Linked DNA regions of Sus scrofa: regions 2, 3 and 4 are each linked to region 1. Evidence: chromatin contacts called from public Hi-C, HiChIP or PLAC-seq and promoter capture Hi-C data. All regions are on one chromosome and are shown on one strand. The core of a region is the stretch at or near the end of the contact, and the rest is flanking DNA. Distances in the headings are between cores, read along the strand shown.

Region 1 (2,986 bases), core at 212-2,711:
GGAAGCCAGAGGCCAAGCAGCAGAGACAGGGGAGGAATTCCTACAAAAGAAGCCCAGGTGGGTGGATGGATGGACTTCGACCCCTGCAAAGGCTCACCGGGAAGCTCTGTCTCCTCCAGAAACATCTTCCCTCTGAGGATGGGCTGTGAGCTGGGTTTCAAGGAGGCCGGCAAAGGGCATAGAGTGGGTGGGGAGAGATGTGGAGGTTTTTCTCTGACAGTGGAGGGAGCCAAGAAAGGAGAGCCAGGCAAAGGAACTGAGAAAGGGTCACCCTGAAAGGAGCAAGGGCTGGGGTCTTGTCTCCAGGGGCCATGCAACCAGAAACCCCCGAGTGAGGGATTAAGAGAAGTTGCAGGGGGTTGGGGGTACAACTGGAGGCTGAAAGGCACAGTAGGAAGAGGGGAAAGGAATAACTTGGGATAGGCGAGAAAGAGTCACAGGGAGTTGTGTAGGAAATGGGAGTGCAGACAGGAAGGACTTAATCAGGGCTGTGATTGTCAGGAAGGGGAGGAAAGGGTTGATTTGACAGCTCCTGGAACGTGGGGAGAGTAGGTGCGGTAAAGCTTCAGAGTCGTCTGGGTAAAGGGTAAGTGCATTTTCCACAGGGTCAGAGCAGGCTTCAACCTTTGGGGGAAGAAAAATTCCTTTTCATTTTGCTGGAACCAAATGTGTGTCTCAGGGGGAGGTGGGGACAGAGGGAGGGAAGTCCATCTTCATGGCTAAGGAGCCGGGGCTTCGAATGACAGAGACCGTGGCTCAACCAGTCCAGCGGCTCACTAGCTATGTGTGCTTGGCCAAGGTAACCAACTTCTCTGAGCCTTAGATGACTCATGTGCAAAAGGGATACAAAAATACCTTCCCCTCTGAGGGTCTTCCAGAAAGTACCTGGCATAGGGCCTGGTACATAAGCAAATAAATTCACAAAAGTTAACTATTTTCATAATTATAATTAGTCTGCATCACTAGGAGCACATTGTTCAAATGAGGATATGAACCAGTCGGATCACAGCTAAGACATTGTGTTCACATCTAGTTCTCCACCTTTTATGAATGACAGATAAACTCAAGCTTCCCCAAGGAAGAGTGATTCAGAGCACCTGGAAATCAGGAGCTGTGAAGAGAAACTAAGAAATCCTGAAACCCGGCTAAGGGGTTTGAAGAGGGTTATGTAAAGAGGCAGTAATCTTCCATTTAACTTTAGAATACAATACCATTTTGATTCTGGAGCCAGGCTGCTCGGTTTCAAATCCGCCACTAGTCATCTCCTGGTCAAGTTCCTGGACTTCTCCAGAGCTTCAGTTTTCTCATCTGTAAGAGAGTTAATTTGCTTACCTACCTCAAAAGATTATTGACTAAATGAATAAGTTAATATATGTTAATTAAATAAGTCGTAATATATGTCAAATTAAATATGTAATTAAATAATATGTAAAGTACTTAGAATAATACCTGGCACACGGTAAATGCTCAGTTTATTGGTTCTCATGTTGTTATTATTATTTTAAATAATTACTATCCCGGGTAAGACTTCAGAGTACCAGATGGCTGCAACTCTCATTTTTAAAAACCAATTCCAGCAATGGAAAATGAGAACAGTTCCCTGTACAGATTCCCGCTTACTAGACGAGTTCATAAAATCACCAATAACGACTTGTCAGAGTCACTGAAGAGGAGGTTCCTCCCCCCAAAGCGGATGTAGATTTGCCATCTCATAAACCCTTGGGCATCCAATCTTGAAGACAGTAAGACAAGGACAGGCCCTTGGGCAGCAGGGAAGCTGGTCAGTGATGCAATAACGCCCTTCCACCGCCAGGGAGCAGCAGAGCCTGACCCCGGGCTCCTTACTCCACAGCAAACAATTCTGAATTCTCTCTAGGTTTTCCTGCTTGGCTGTTTGCATGGTCCACCAATCTCCAAGCGCACCGCAGCAGTAATCCCGCCCATTATTGATCATCCAGCCAATCAACTGGTGTCCTGCTTGGGGCCAGACCGGATCGCTCCTCTCAGTCTTCCGAGCTCAGCGTTCAGCGCCCTAGCCCCGCCCCTCAAGTGGCTCCACCAATCCCCCGCGGCGGAGCAGGGCGCACCCTAGGTCGAGTCCTGGAGACCACGTGGTCCCAGGAGGCGCCAGTGTTTGGTAGGCGGAGAGTTACCAGGCCCACGGACCGGAAGGGGGGGAGGGCGGAGCGGGACCGGCCGGCCTCGCCCCCTATGATCAGCTGTCTTGTGCCCTCTCCTAGCCATGGTCGTGCAGCCCCCCAACTTCTCGTGGGTGCTCCCCGGCCGGCTGGCGGGGCTGGCGCTGCCCCGGCTCCCCGCGCACTACCAGTTCCTGCTGGACCAGGGTGTACGGCACTTGGTGTCACTGACGGAACGCGGGCCTCCGCACCACGACAGCTGCCCCGGCCTCACCCTGCACCGACTGCGCATTCCAGACTTCTGCCCGCCAGGCCCAGAGCAGATTGACCGCTTCGTGCAGATCGTGGACGAGGCCAATGCCCGGGGAGAGGTCAGTGGGCGGGGTCAGCGCAGGGAGGGAGGGGCCTGGGAGGGGTCAGCGAGGACACGGGCAAAGCAGGGGAGGTCGCGGAAAGAGACTGGAGGAAGACCGGCTGACGGGGACAGAAAACAGGTGCAACCTAGACAAACGCGGAGGAGGGAGGGGTAAATGGAGAAAAGGAGATGAGTATAGAAAACGAAGAACCCCATAACGTGAGTTGACAGGCTTGGAAGAGACGGGGGTTGAAGTCAGGAGCTGGGTGAGCAGTCTCCAGAGTAAGGTTCTGCCCACATATAGTGGAGCTGCATTTTTTAAAAAGTTAAACAAGAAGCAGAAGAAATTCATTTTGATCATATAATTTAACCCAGTTAAGTCCGAAATATTATCATTTCAACGTGTAATCAATATAAAATAAATTCTTAACCAGATTTTTCATTCTTTGCTATCCCACATCTTTAAAACCTGGCTGTATTTTACAAGTGAGGG
Region 2 (2,986 bases), core at 241-2,740, 190 kb after region 1:
GGGTGGAGGTGGCATTCATGCCCAGGATGAGAAATCTCACTGGGAGAGACAGCCTCCCTAGACATCTGTAGACAAAGCCCCTGATCCCTCTTGATGCCTTGGGCACATTCATGGGAACAGCCTCAGTGCCAGGGCCTCCTCGTCCAGGTCACTGCCTGCAGCTCAGATACTGGGGTGGGGCACACTGGAGACAGTCTGCCTGCCAATCCCAGACCCTCAAGCTACACCTGGAAGTCCTATGACCCTTGATCCTTTGTGTGGGAAGCTCCAGAGAGCCAGAAAAAAGCAGCTTTATGGTTCCCAGTAAGACTCACGGTAGACATGGAGATTGTAATGCTGCGTAGTGAAGATCTGGGATGTCCTCAGGTTGACTTGAGCTTGGTAAGACCCCGAGTCCTCCCAGCTCAGATTGCTGATATGCAGGGAGAAGGTGGGCTCCAGAAAGCTCACTCGGCCCTGGTATTTAGGGTCGGTCACTGTGATGGTACCTGGATGGCCCCCTTTCCCTGGCACCACGGTGGCGAGCCTTCTGTGGGAGAACCAGATGATGCTCTCAACCTCTTCATCCAGGGGTATCTCCAGGGGGAGACTGATGGACTCCTGAAGGACCGCAGCCACTTCCTTGGTCTCCACACCATCTCCAGAGTCCCCGTCAGCTGCAGATAAAGATAGGAGATGGGAACAGCCCAGCAGCTGCCTCTGGGCTGCTGATTCTGGCCGAGGGATCCTGGTCTCAATCTCAATTGAGTAGTTTCTATGACCCACACTCCGTCTGGTCCTCCAGCTGCCTCTTCTGGCTCTAGGTTTTTGCTGCCCCTGACTTGAGCACCTAACAGGGCTTGGCTGCCCTCTGTGCTCTCACCTTCCAAATTTTCTCCTCTCCACTAGCTGTCCTTGGGGCTAATACCACTCCCATAGCCCCAGCTTTCCTCATCTCCTGGTCCTGCGCCGAAGCCACACCCTAGTCCTCTTCACTCCAGCAGTGCTGAAGGCTTCAGTCCCAAAGGAGGTGCCCTGCTTGCCCCCAGCCCAGCAGAAGAGGAGAACAGAGGCAGAAAGAGATACTCTTGTCCTGGAGCTGATTGCCTGCCTCACCTTCCTGGAACAGCAAGAGGAGGAGCAGCCAGGGAAGAGCTCCCATATCAGCAGTCCTGCGCCTCAGGAGGTGTGGCCTGGGCAGCTCCCGAAGACAAGCTGTCAGGACGCTGCTAGAGACAGAGTGACTGGTTGACAGTCCTGAGGAGTGGGAAATTATTCTCACCCTATCTAGCGGCTCTAACTTCCTCCATTTCGCAAAGCCCCTCCCTGTCCATCTTGGGAAGAGTTCTCTCTTTGAGCCTGATTGGCAAGATGGCTTATCCACTGACTCACGTTTCCTGTTCATCAAACTCAGCTGAAATCCCACTTCCTAAATGAAGCCTTCCTAGATCCCTCACTTCTGTGTTCCCAGACCCCCAACTAGGCATACCACCTTCCCCAAAGCCTTACACTTTTTTTCTTTTTCTTTCTTTTTTTTTTTTTTTTTTTTTTTGAGCTACAGCTGCCTGCCACAGCCATAGCAATGCAGGGTCCAAGCCATGTCTGTGACCTACAGCACAGTTCACGCAACGCTGGATCCTTAACCTGCTGAGCAAGAACAGGGCTCGAACCCATATCCTCGTGGATACTAGTTGGATTGTTTCCACTGAGCCACAATGTCAACTCCAAACTCTTACACTTTCTATGCAGGCCTGTCATTTGGCTCCCAGGATACCCTGCTTTGGCTCTCCCTTGGCCGTTCCTGTGTTGCTGTGATCATTTGATTTTATAAACATTTTTCTCTCCCTAGGCTGACTCCATCTTTTGGGACATCTCTGGATGTCCTCCTGTGGCTGGTCCCCATGCCAGACACACATAGCACCTAACTGATATTTTTGGAATAGATGAATGAATGAGGTCTTTCTATTTCAAGTTAGTTAATGTTCCCATCTGAACGATTTTTCACAGGAAGAGAAATTTCAACCCTCTTGACAAAAAGCAGTTTGGACCAGCAAGCCAATCTAAATTGTTGATATTATCAAAAGACTTTAAATCATTCTGTGAGAACGTGATATGGACCAAAGCTATAGGAAAGCTGATGGTCAGAGCAGTCCGGGACGCAATGGTGGCCTTGCAAGGTAGTTTCTGTCTCTGATATTCAAGCTTAGACTGAATAATCTTGGATTGTTGGATACTCTACCATGTCTCTGGCATCAGCTGGGTACTCAGATGGGACACTTTAGTTTCTTCTGGTACTGAATTCTTTGAGTCTCACTGTGATCAGGAAGCAAGAGTGATGCCCTCAAGACCAAGGGCACAAGGGAGGCAGATATGTTCAGTTCTGGTGCTCTGCCAACATCCCACACCTTGCCTTTTTTCTTTTTCTTTTTCTTTTTATGGCCGCACCTAAAGCACATGGAAGTTCCCAGGCTAGGGGGTCTAATTGGAGCTACAGCTGCTGGCCTACACCACAGCCACGGCAATACTGGATCTGAGCGCCATCTGTAACCTACACCACAGCTTGCAGCAACACCAGATCCTTAACCAACTGAGCAAGGCCAGGGGTCGAACGGGCATCCTCATGGATGCTAGTCAGGTTTATAACCAGCTGAGCCACAATGGGAATTCCAACATCCCAAACCTTTAGATTAGCAAATTACACACTCAATCAAATATTTTTTGAGGAACTTCTTTGGCCCAGACACTGTCCTAACTGCTGGGGGATTATCGATGACCAAGAATTTTAGATCGTAGGTGTTCCCACTGTGGTTCATTGGAAACTGACTAGTATCCATGAGGATGTGGGTCTGATCCCTGGCCTTGCTCAGAGGGTTAAGGATCTGGCATTGCCATGAGCTGAGGTGTAGGTTGCAGACACACCTCGGATCCTGAGTTGCTATGGCTATGGTGTAGGCCGGCAGCTGTAGCTCCGATTGGACCCCTAACCTGGGAACCTCCATATGCCGTG
Region 3 (2,986 bases), core at 333-2,832, 170 kb before region 1:
ATGTCACGTTGTGCTTCAGCCAGAGTGCAGTGAACTGTAAGTGACCTAATAATCTAATAAGGCTGACCTAGAACTTAATAAGGCTGAGCTTTGAAAAAGACCAAGATTCTGTTATTTCTTCTGGCAAAAAAAATAACAATCAGTTTTCTTGGCACTGCAGTGATCTCTTGTAAAGCATGATTGCCTGCTATGCTCTAAAATCAGAAAAGAGCACAGGCGGTTTCCAGACTCAAGAAGGTGGGTGGATTTCTTTGGGTATGAGAAGGCGTCTGTCCCAAAGACAAGTCATCATTCTCTTGTTTATTCAAATAGTTCACACAATCATCAGCTTCTTAAGAAGTCAACTCCTCCATTTCTGGCTCCTTACACCTATTTTGTCTAATGAAAGGAAAAGGACAGGATGGAAAGTCTGGTTAAAAGATGTCATTAATTTTTTTTTTTTTTAGCTGCATAACTCCTTTTAACACAAAATAGATTTTTAGAGGCTTAGCCTACCTTACATCTTTTAATTTTTTTTTAAACACAGATTCTGTTTCTAGGCACAGATTTTGCTTATAAAGATTTAGATATTTTTAAGCACCCATGGATTTTGTCATCGTTTCTTCACTTTGCAAATGGTATTTCCTTTACACCCTCAAAATGTGTTTTTCCCCTTGATTTTCTTTTCCTTTTTCCTCTAGTAAGAATCTCAGCTTCATGACTAAAATTTTGATGCATGAGCACATTTCAGTACTCTTACTCCCCCACAGGGTTTTTGTCCTTCTGGAGTGTATAAATCATTTTGAAAGCTCCTTTCTGTTCTCTACTGCGCTTTTGAGATTATCTACTGACTTCCCCAGAAACACCCCTCGGGTTCAGCCACACAGAGCCCTGCTGCTACGGTGCCCAGCTGCAGTCACTTCTGGCTGGGCTGATTAAAAGAGCAACCAGCAGGGGGACAGGAGGTGGCCATCTGGTGCTAAAATCGTCCTTGAGTTCACTGACACCTGTTCTCACAGCTGAGCACTTGTCCCAGCCAATCTCCCCTGGTGGAAGCCACCCACCCATTCCACACACTTCTCTGGCACCACAGTGCTCTCTGAGACCTCTTTTCTCCCGCCACGGTGGCCATGGTGAACACTGGTGTCTGCTGCTACCTAATCTCTTCTGTGTGAGAATCCAAGACAACCCAGCAGGACTCCCATATGATTTACTCCCGCATCCCACACTTGCTCATCTCCTTCACTGGGGCCTCTCTCCTGCAGGGGCAGTAACAATCATGGGTTTCTCATTACAGGCCTCAACGGTAACAGTGTGGGGAGTTCCCATCATGGTGCAGCCGAAACGAATCCAACTAGGAACCATGAGGTTGCAGGTTCGATCCCTGGCCTCGCTCAGTGGGTTGAGGATCAGCGTTGCCATGAGCTGTGGTGTAGATCACAGATGCGGCTGGGATCTGACATTGCTCTGGCTGTGGTGTAGGCCAGCAGCTACAGCTTCGATTGGACCCCTAGCCTGGAAACCTCCATATGCCATGGGTGCGGCCCTAAAAGGACAAAAGACAAAAAAAAAAAAAAAAAAAAAAAGTAACAAATTGGGATTGCTCCTACACTTCAAAAAGAAGTTTAAAAGTGAGATAGGAGGCAATCGCCCTTCATCTGCAATTTTAGTCCTTAATGCTAAAATGTCCCTGGAGATGTGACAAGATGGTGCGAACTGCATCCTAGAACTGAAGACATGAAGAGTAAAGGTAGGGAGGAATAACTGGAAAAAATCCGGGTAAGCAGATGACACCTACCCTAGGAGGTAGAGCTAGTCACCAAAGTGTATGTTATGGAGGGTGAATCCCATTTACTGCAGGACTTTGTTTATTTTGGCTAAAGGGAATGCTGAGGTTTGGGCGGTACCAGAGTTCCTCAGGTAGGAGACATAATAGCTCCCCCAAGTGGTGGTGCTTCACCCTTCCCTCTCATACCGCACCCCTTTCCTCTAAATAAACACGAACATGGAAAGAACATTACTTGAACATTTGCGTTGAACATTTGCATTATGTCCTCCCACATGTCTTGATCTGGCCGCCTTTTTGCATTTTTTCCCCAAGTTCTAAGAATATTCTGCCTAAGATAGTCTTTCATTGTCTGTTCAATCTAATTCAAAAGTACACCACAGGCAATAAGCTTACTTCTTCCCCTCTTTCTCCTGGACTCATGTACCTGGACCACATTTCCTAGTCATCAGCCATCCTGTTTATAACTTTAAAATTTACTCAAATAAAGTAAATTCATATTTACCTGAAGCATACCTACAAGAAATCTGTGGCTGATTTGGGGTGAAGGCAGCACTTTTCAGGCCCTAAAAAAAATGAGGGTTTTTTTTCCTCCTCCTGACTCAATTCAGTAATATTCTTCTTCTTTCCTCTCCCAAATTACGTCCACAGTTTTCCTGGCTCAGTATCTTCTTAACCATTTTTTGTCATTCATTGCAATAGGCTCATCAGGAAAGGGAAACGCACATACAATCTCCTGTTCTCATTGATGACATGTTAAAGTTTTTTGTTTGTTTGTTTCCTCCCTATAACCTTGCTTTCCAGCCCAAGACTCTACTGAAACTGGCCAGTATGTCATCAGTGACCTCCTCCTCACTCAATCTAACTTCTGTTCTCATTGGTCCTTCTCCTTGACTTTCCAAACTATTTAAGAGCTATACTTCTGCACTCAAAAGTTAAATAATTTAAAATAAGGACCGCGATCCTAACTGTAAATACAGCAGTGTGTAAAAAGTCAAAGTTACCTAGAATCTCACCCCCACCCCAACATAATGGTTCACCCACAATAATACCAGATGTATATACTTTCAGACTTTTTGCATATATAAATATTTATAGGCTTATTCACACACATATTTAACCATATGACAGCACACCATATTATTGTTCTTAAAATAGTTTTGTTATTCTTATTTAATGTATTCCACACCGCTGTCTATGGCAATACACGAGAGCAGCACT
Region 4 (2,986 bases), core at 134-2,633, 160 kb after region 1:
AGAGCCTCCTGCACCGGATCTCCACACCAGTCCATCCTCACTTCTGCTCACTGATAGCACGTTTCCCCCTGAATCTCACGGGTACCGGCTCCTGGAGACTCCAGGAGGCCTGCAGAGCCGGGGTGAAGGGGTGGAGGCCAGGCGGCAGTCCATTTCCGGTCCTGCTGGTCCGGCCCCCACAGCCGCCCCCCTCGCCACACCCTGGGCCGTTACTGGGATGAGTCACCCACCGCCCGCCGCTGGGGTGACGCAGTGGTCTGGGCAGCCCGCCCGCCCGCGGCCACCACCGACTTTCCCAGCAGTAGGGGGCAAGGAGTGGGGGCATCGGCTCCCGTAGGGGCTGGAGGCGCGGGAAAGCCGCCACCCTCCCCCAACACCACCGCCTACAGGCAGGGCACCCCGGGGCGCGGTCAGAGCTGCAGCCTCCCAGATGTCTGAGATCAGGGGACTCTCCTCAAGGCGACTGGGGCTTTAACTCCCGGCGCCAACCCTGGAAGGGGAGGCCACTGCGGGACCCGCGCACGGAGCCCCCTTGCTCCAAACCGCGCCTCGGAGTCCCTAGAAAAAAGATCTGCAGGAGAATAAAGAGAAAGGACTGGGACGCAGAGGGCAAGCAGCACCCACACGTGTTCCTGGAATCAGGAAGTGAAGGGTCGCGCGGGAAGCCCCGGCGGCGCGGAGCGGGCCAGGGTGGGCGCTGGGACCCTGTACGCCCCGTCCCTCGGGGCCAGTCCCTGACGCCCTCCTTTCCTCACCCTAGCACGGATCTGGAGCTGAAGTCCGCGGGAGGGACGCAGTCCCCACGTCCCTGATCCAGACAGACGCCCCGTCTATGCACCCGCAACACCGCCTGACCTCATGGCTCAACAATGCGGGGTCAGAGTCTGAGGACAGACCTGACAGCCCGGGGCGGGGCAGAGCAGTCATCGGACCCCTGCCTGCGAGCCCTTGGTCCCCAAGCTCACAGGAGCAGGTCGCAAGCTCGGGCTTCCTGCAGCCTAGAGACCGCGCACATCCCCCCTCCCCCGCCCCGACGGACCCCCTCCCTCCAGCTCACCTTTCACTCAGGCAGGAGAATTGCGCACTTAAGACTGGGGCTGCCGCGCGAATGGAGCGCCTGGGCTGGGCCGGGGGTTTTCAGCAGGCTCCCGCCTCGGACGGGGCGGACCAAAGGCGGGGCAAGGCCGAGAGGGTTTAAAGGCGCCGCACTGCAGAAGCGGAGGGCAGTGCTTAAGAGATGGGGCTGGAGACCAGAACCTGGGTTAAAGGATCTCAAGACAGTAGCCTCCGCCCTGGAGAACTTCTACACCTACCCTAGAACCCGTAAACTTGTGCCCCAGTGGGAAACTTTCTGCCTAGGTTAGCGCAAGAAGGGCGTTTTTTACGTGCGAAGAAGCCTCTTGGTTTAAAAAGGATGTTTAGGTAAACAGAGGCACAGGAAGACACTCCCCACCCACCCCCCCACAATTGACTAGGGTGTGACATGCAGGCCAGGACAGCTCCCGGACTTGGTCTTGCTCCCCACCTTCTTCAAGCCTGGGCAGAGACTAACAGTGAAGTCATTCCTTTCTCAGGGCCTAAGGGGTGTGACCAGTGTTGGGACCCAGGGTTCAGACTTGACTTTTTCCCCTTCATCTCCTCCTCCATGACCTGGCATCTCTTTTTTTTTTAATTTTATTTTATTTTATTTTTTTTATTTTCCCACTGTACAGCAAGGCCTGGCATCTCTTAAATCCTGGAGGGATCAGAAGAAGAGCCCTCAGGGAGTTCCCGTTGTGGCTCAGGGGCAACAAACCTAGTATCCATGAGCTGTGGTGTAGGCTGGCAGCTGCAGCTCTGATTGGACCCCTAGCCTAAGAACTTCCATATGAAATAGGTGCAGCCCTTAAAAAGAGAGAGAGGAGGAGGAGGCTGGCAGTTCCTCCATCTCTGATGGTGGAGGAGAACATCATTTGTGGTGGATGGAGTCCCTGCTTGCAGCTATCAGTGTAGTTTTATTTATTTTTTGGTTTTTTTTTTAAATTTTTTTGTCTTTTCAGGGTCGCATTTGCGGCATATAGAAGTTCCCAGGCTAAGGGTCCAATCAGAGCTGCAACTGCCAGCCTATACCATAGCCACAATAATGTGGGATCAGAGCCGTGTCTGCAAACTGCACCACAGCTCACAGCAACTACAGATCCTTAGCTCACTGAGCAAGGCCAGGGATCGAACCTGTGTCCTCATGGATACTAGTTGGGTTCGTAACCTCTGAGCCATGAACTCCATCAGTGGAGTTTTCATAGCTGTTAGACGATCCCATATATGCTGGTTTTTAAGGACATCAACAACCAATGCCCTCCTACTTCTCCATTCTCTCTTCCCCATACTCCCTTCCTGAATATTCCAGTGCACACTGACACCCTGGGAGGCCAAGTCTTTTCACTCCTCCATGCCTTCACATAGGCTGTTCCTCCTTCCCTTGACTGTCTTCTCACCTGCCCTACCCCTCATGGACTTTGTGACCTCGGGGCAAATCACTAAAGCTCTACACCCCAGCTCCCTGGTCTATAAAAATAGAGCTAATGGTACTACTTACCTTAGAGTGGTAGAGAATTAAATGATACATGTGAAGAGCTTAGAGCAGTGCCCGGCACACAGTGAGTGCTCAGCTGACAGCTATTATCATTGCTCCCACTTTCTGTGAGGATGCCTGCAGAGGCCCACCCCAGAGGTAGCATTTGTCCCAGCACAAGCTGTAAGCATTCACTGTTGGCTGACTCCTTCCTTCTTGCTACCCTAGTAACCAACACATAGCTTTGTCAGAGGACTTGTCATATCATCCTGTGACTATTTTTTTTTTTTTTTTTGCCTTTTTGTCTTTTTAGGGCCGCACCTGCGGCATATGGAGGTTCCCTGGCTAGGAATCTAATCGGAGCTGTAGCCACTGGCCTATGCCAGAGCCACAGCAATGCCAGTTCTGAGCTGCATCTGCAACTTACATGACAAC

What was found. Promoter capture Hi-C pulls out the DNA fragments that hold promoters and counts their contacts. Hi-C and Micro-C count contacts between places; a contact is called where the count stands out from the background. HiChIP or PLAC-seq counts read pairs in DNA pulled down with a chosen protein or histone mark.
Region 2: an H3K27ac HiChIP or PLAC-seq map of alveolar macrophages shows a contact between it and region 1. The contact joins the promoter of SLAMF9 here to the promoter of DUSP23 in region 1. A contact is called at or near these places in 2 of 47 Hi-C or Micro-C datasets (embryonic fibroblasts and skeletal muscle) and 2 of 2 datasets of contacts at active chromatin or transcription factors (alveolar macrophages and skeletal muscle).
Region 3: a Hi-C map of liver shows a contact between it and region 1, with 5 times the contacts expected there. The contact joins the promoter of LOC100155689 here to the promoter of DUSP23 in region 1. A contact is called at or near these places in 1 of 5 promoter capture datasets (liver), 3 of 47 Hi-C or Micro-C datasets (embryonic fibroblasts, liver and skeletal muscle) and 1 of 2 datasets of contacts at active chromatin or transcription factors (skeletal muscle).
Region 4: a promoter capture Hi-C map of liver shows a contact between it and region 1, with 6 times the contacts expected there. The contact joins the promoter of TAGLN2 here to the promoter of DUSP23 in region 1. A contact is called at or near these places in 1 of 5 promoter capture datasets (liver), 4 of 47 Hi-C or Micro-C datasets (alveolar macrophages, embryonic fibroblasts, liver and 1 more) and 2 of 2 datasets of contacts at active chromatin or transcription factors (alveolar macrophages and skeletal muscle).

Annotation. Positions count from the first base shown.
Region 1 is chr4:90,721,150-90,724,135 of Sscrofa11.1, reverse strand. It overlaps DUSP23 (dual specificity protein phosphatase 23), which reads left to right and starts at 1,461. Exons shown (of 2, transcript XM_021089591.1): 1 at 1,461-2,509. The coding sequence starts at 2,243. LOC110260311 (a long non-coding RNA gene) reads right to left here and starts at 1,784. Exons shown (of 4, transcript XR_002343382.1): 1 at 1,450-1,784; 2 at 1,212-1,308.
Region 2 is chr4:90,533,852-90,536,837 of Sscrofa11.1, reverse strand. It overlaps SLAMF9 (SLAM family member 9), which reads right to left and starts at 1,490. Exons shown (of 4, transcript XM_013996877.2): 1 at 1,096-1,490; 2 at 315-656. The coding sequence starts at 1,384.
Region 3 is chr4:90,895,212-90,898,197 of Sscrofa11.1, reverse strand. LOC100155689 (putative olfactory receptor 10J6) reads left to right here and starts at 1,582. Exons shown (of 1, transcript XM_021089594.1): 1 at 1,582-2,986. The region is part of intron 1 of LOC100520241 (olfactory receptor 10J1-like); the gene reads right to left.
Region 4 is chr4:90,564,669-90,567,654 of Sscrofa11.1, reverse strand. TAGLN2 (transgelin-2) reads right to left here and starts at 1,383. Exons shown (of 5, transcript XM_003125672.5): 1 at 1,058-1,383.